Regions from separate parts of the Callithrix jacchus genome. Here region 1 is linked to region 2. A link is a contact called in public Hi-C data. All regions are on one chromosome and are shown on one strand. Each heading gives the region's core, a stretch centred on a gene start, on an enhancer-like site or on the middle of the called end of the contact. The rest is flanking DNA. Distances are from core to core; before and after follow the strand shown.

Evidence for each region. A called contact is a pair of places that touch in the nucleus more often than the background predicts.
Region 1: a contact with region 2 is called in a Hi-C map of skeletal muscle, with 5 times the contacts expected there. The contact joins the promoter of TARS1 here to the promoter of BRIX1 in region 2. A contact is called at or near these places in 2 of 3 Hi-C or Micro-C datasets (induced pluripotent stem cells and skeletal muscle).

The regions. Positions count from the first base shown.
Region 1 is chr2:171,878,853-171,881,552 of calJac240_pri, forward strand. It overlaps TARS1 (threonyl-tRNA synthetase 1), which reads right to left and starts at 1,346. Exons shown (of 19, transcript XM_002745076.7): 1 at 1,192-1,346. The coding sequence starts at 1,248.
Region 2 is chr2:170,711,288-170,713,987 of calJac240_pri, forward strand. BRIX1 (biogenesis of ribosomes BRX1) reads right to left here and starts at 1,342. Exons shown (of 10, transcript XM_002745071.7): 1 at 1,160-1,342. The coding sequence starts at 1,318. It overlaps RAD1 (RAD1 checkpoint DNA exonuclease), which reads left to right and starts at 1,486. Exons shown (of 6, transcript XM_078365613.1): 1 at 1,486-1,646; 2 at 2,125-2,392. The coding sequence starts at 2,195.

The DNA of each region.
Region 1 (2,700 bases), core at 96-2,595, 1.2 Mb after region 2:
ACATCCTACTAAGCCAAAAAAAAAAAAAAGTTACAAAACAGTAAAAATACAATTTTTATGTGAAAAAAAATCTATGTAGTGTATGTATTATGTATGTAAAATCGATGTATAATGATACTATTTATCATCTAGAATTAAACTTACATATTTTAGAATGTGCCCATATGCAGTTGCTCCATTCAATCCCGAGTGGACAACCAAGAAAAAACTTTGGCTTCCAAGTGACTTGTCCTGTCATAGAGCTGGGATAGGGGCTCCCTTATCTGAAAATGTCACCACTTCTCACCTGGACTATTACAACAGCTTTCTGCATGTGGCCTCAGCTTCTACCCCAATGCCAGCATGATTTTTACAAATACAGCCTTCCCGCTTAAGATCCTTCACGTATAGAATACAAATATCAAACATCCTTGTTGCCTAAGATCCTTCTGATTGTCGTACCTTCCCATTCAGGCATATCTATCTCTTGCAAACCCCAAAGACAATTCACCTGCGTGCCCCTTTTCACTGCCTTCCCTACCTTTACATGGGAAGCCCCGTCCTGCCTGTTTTACCTGGTGAAATCATTCTTCCAGACTTAACTCGAAAGAGCCCTCCTAAGCTCCCTCTTCTGTAGTCCCACATGGTTGATCACAAAGCACTGGGGCTGTTTCCCTGTCTCTTACACACCAGGCTGTGAGGCCCTCAAAGTCTGGTAACTGGGTCCTATTCATCTTCCCATCTGCATCGTTCAGGTCAGTGGTGGGCAGAATGTATACTTAACTACCCAAACTTGAACACGGTTTTCCTTTCCTTAGACTAGACCTCTTCACCCCTGCAGAATTTTAGAAGACTGATTAAATAAGGCTCTGCTATGCGTTTCCCTCTTACAACACGCTCTAAACGCAACTTTGGAAGCCCCAAGCCTAAGATTCTGATTCTGTCTCCGCGTCTAACTAGATGTGAGACACAAGGGCTGTTACCTTATCTGTTAAAGAGAATGGACCCAGGGCTAAACTGCAAGGCCCCACCCCTATTTATGAATGAACGCTTCTCAAAGGGATCTCTGACTTTCCAGGCGTTCCACCATCCCCCACCTCCTCCGCCCCACGCGGTCCCGGCCGTTTTCTGCTTCCTGTCCCCACGCCGAGCCTAGCGTCTGCACCCACGAGAGTCCCAGGTCGGTCTCTGGGCTCCACCAGGTCTGCTCACCGGCTTCTCCTCGCTTCCCATCTTCCCTGAAGGACTGCTGGCCTGCTCCTCAAACATTGGCGAACGACGAAGCGATGAGAGAACCCGAAAGCGATGGTATAGAGGAGAGAAGCGAAAAGGCTGGTCGGAGATGGGCCAGAGCGCCCGGGAACACTGCGCTTGCGCCACTTGGTTTCCCACTGGACCAGCTGATGCAATCGAAAGGCGCCCTAACTCCGCCCCCAACTGCGGCGTAACGGGCAGCCAGTGGACAACAGGGGAAGGCGGGCCCTCCCTCCTCTAAGCCAATGGAAAAGCTTGTTGGGTGACAGCCCTTCTAGGAAATAAGGGCGCGGTGGATGAGGAGGGACAACTGCAGAAGCTATACGCGTAGTCTTTGCTGACGTAGGTCTGGACGCTTTCTAGCGTCTAGTTAGCAATGCGCGTGCGCTTTTCTCCCTTCTGTCTTTATGTCTCACAGTCCAGGGACCTTCCCGGCCACCGTAGATCATACGTCTGTCTTTGAACTTCCGGAAAGTTTTCGGCGACCTGGTTGCCATCTCCAGCACTGGGACGAATCCACTGTGGAGTTCAAGTTTTCCCGAGACGTCGGCGCTTCCTGACCTAGCTTGACTGCCAACTTCTGAGCACTACCCAGGCCTCGGCTCCCTGTCTGTAGTGATGAATCTAGCCTTCCTCATGGCAATCTAGGCTCCTCAAGCCCCGAGTCCTGGTGATTTGGGACAAACCCTTCTCTGAACAATCTTTTCACTACGAGCCGCCCCTGAGGTGTACTGCCTGGAAGAGAATTTCCATAGCGCCCGCAAAAATGCAGTAAAGTGCACCCAAGTAAATACACATAGATTCTCCCGCCTAGGTGTTAGTGTTTGGAATCGACTGGGCCTTTTAAATTTATGTTAGTAGGCAATTTAAAACAATTACTTATTTGAAATCAGAAGCGCAGTGGGCACATTTTCAGGTATGAGCTCCATCAACACGTTTTGTGGGTTTTTCTTTTTAAACATCAGTTCTGTTTTCTGCAACTCTCCGCCTTCAGGGTCATCCTTTCCAGGAACAATAGCTTCCTAGTTCGGCTTTCTGCATCCATTTTTTTTTTCATACAGCACCGGTGTAGTCTTCAAATACAGATACGATCACGGCAATCTGCTGAAAAATCTTTGGTGGCTTTTTCTTGCTCTTAGAATAAAAATATGCTCCTGGTTATCGAAGTTTTCAGCTTCATCTCGTTCTCCCACCAGTCTTTCTCTGTTGCCCAGGCTGGAGTGCGGTGGTGTGATCATAGCTCACTGCAGCCTTGATCTCCCAGGCTCAAGTGATCCCCTCGCTTCAGCCTCCTAAATAGCTGAGATTATAGGTGCAAACCGCCATGCTTGGCTAATATCTATATCTATATCTATCTATATATTTAATTTTTAATAGACATGAGGTCTATGTCACCCAGACTGTTCTCGAACTCCTGAGCTTAAGCTGTCCTCCTACCTTGCAAGTTTACAGCTTTTTATATGTTTT
Region 2 (2,700 bases), core at 92-2,591:
TTACTTTCTTTTTTTTTTTTGAGATGGAGTTTCGCTCGTTACCCAGGCTGGAGTGCAATGGCGCCATCTCGCCTCACCACAACCTCCGCCTCCTGGGTTCAGGCAATTCTCCTGCCTCAGCCTCCTGAGTAGCTGGGATTACAGGCACGCGCCACCGTGCCCAGCTAATTTTTTTGTATTTTTAGTAGAGACGGGGTTTCACCATGTTGACCAGGATGGTCTCGATCACTTGACCTCGTGATCCACCCGCCTCGGCCTCCCAAAGTGCTGGGATTACAGGCGTGAGCCACCGCGCCCGGCCCCCACACTTATCATTCCTCAGAGCTCACTCACCATCACACCACATGGAGTCATTTACTTATCACCTACTCCGTACTAGAGTGTACTATGCTAAGTGCAGAGGACAGAGAAATTAATGTCAAAGATAATCCTTGTCTCCACAGTATACTGTGTAGCTTAAGAATAGTTCTTAGTTGAATGAAAGTTAACTGAAACAACTTGCGTGCACTTCTTTCGAATAAAAACCACCAACTTCTCTGACTTAAGTTTCCTCCTGAACTCCAACATTTCAGGAGGAAGAGGTCACATTCTAGTCACCTTTGCAATCTTTGCCAAAGGAAGCTTAACTTGGAACAATGCGTGGCACATTCAATGTCTGTTCAATACAGGTAAAGCTCAAAGTATCTGGACTATCTTTCATTATCCCTTGAGTTAAAGACCTAGTTAACAACTCACAGTCCCAAGGCCAACAACTTTTTAAAGGCTCACCTAACAAGCTTCAGGATCCCTGCCTGACAGCAGCTGACTTCGGCCGTATATAGGAATACTAATCACTGGAAGAAATACTCAAAAGCGAGAAATAACCAAGGAAAAGCACCACCCTCCAAAAATAATTGAACAACTAGGAAGACAACGCTGGATCTGAGCACCCTGTCAGTCGCTTCCCCGTGGGCCGGCTAAAGGTTCTAAAACCCGCTGCCCCCAGGAGGGCGGCCAAGTGCACAAGAATTAGCTATAAACTCCGTGTCCAGTATGGCCGGGAGAACTGCTAAAACCGACCTACGGTCAACACCCGAGCTATTCTAAAATTAGTAGAGCTGTAGTCAGAACCCCCAAGAAAAGGCGCACAGAGCCGCGGCTGTTGGTGTAACCCTTCTACCTTGCAAACGGGGCCTGGGATCCGGTTTCTCTCTTCTTCCTCCACCTCCTCTGCAGTAGCTCGAGGCTTAGCTGGCGGTTCGGCATCTTTCTCGTTTCTTTTCGGTTTCTTCGCCTGAACTGCCAAGCCTCCACGCCGTTTCCTCTTGGTTGCCGCCATCTTGTCTCGCCGCCTGCGCTCTTTGGCCTTCTTTCCGGTGTTGCCGCTCGCACCCTTTTCCGATCTCTATGGTTCGGCGGCTCTAAGCGCTCGGTTCAGCGGTCGTCCTCCAGCTCGGTGGTGCCTGCCTGCTTCCGGTCTTGGAGGCGCTGCACGCTTGGCTCTCTAGGATTCGTTCCGCTCCATGGTGACGGTGGCCGAGGTGGAGGGCCGAGCTGAAAAGTGTCGGGACCCGCTTCCCTTCTTCCGCGGTTTTTCGGAGCCGCCTTGCTACTCCTCAGGGACTTTGCCGGGAAGGGCTCTCGGGCGTCCAGACCCCACTGCAAAGGTAGGGTGTCAGCACTCGAGGACTGAGAGTAGTAAGTGATGCTGTCCAGCGGGCGAGCTGGTGAATGGGCTTGTCTGGGACCCTTGGGGGATCTTCTGGGCACTCCGAGCCCGCCCCCCCCCCCCCCATCGCCTGTTGCGTTGGAGGCGAGGCTTGCGGCGCGGGCGACACAAAACCGACTCCGTAGGGATTCGTAGCTCCTGTTTGGCCGGGATAAGCTGGCCCCAAGCGGAGATACCGTGTCAGTTGCGTGTCTTCATTCTTCACAACTTTTCACGTTATTGTCCCCTTACGGAGATGAGGAAACCGTAGCTTAGAAAATTTTCTCCCAGAGTTACAAAGACAGTTAAGTGGCATCGGTGGGGTTCGGCCTGGTCAGCCAAGTTCAGCTGCCCAATCCCCTTCCATTTCTCAGCGCAGGTGGAGCTCGCCAGACCTCGCCAGCACTGATGGGAGTTTTATTGTCCAATCCCTTCAGGTATTTCGCGATCCGCGGGAGCAGGTGTTGGCCCCAGAAGCATCCCTCGGGGCCGAATGTGCAGCGGACAATGCCCCTTCTGACCCAACAGATCCAAGACGATGATGATCAGTACAGCCTCGTGGCCAGCCTTGACAACGTTAGGAATCTCTCCACTATCTTGAAAGCTATTCATTTCCGAGAACATGCCACATGTTTTGCAACTAAAAATGGAATCAAAGTAACTGTGGAAAATGCAAAGTGTGTGCAGGCAAATGCTTTTATTCAGGTATGGAAATATGTGCCTTTAAGCCTGTGCCATAGATATTCTAAATGCAGTTTAATGAAATCTGAAGGTTTTAGTAGACAATAAATGACTTTATAGTCAATAGTCCTGAATAAATAGTATATGAATAAATAGCTGTATAGTCTTAAGTCAGAGAACAAAACGCCTTTACTTGAGTTTTTTTTTCTCTCCTGGTAACAAATTTTTTTTCCCATCTTGTTTTACAGAGATAATGGTTAGTAATGACTAAAAAGCTAGACTATTAGCTAGGCACTCCTCTTAGTATTTAACTTACTTAATCTTAACAGTAG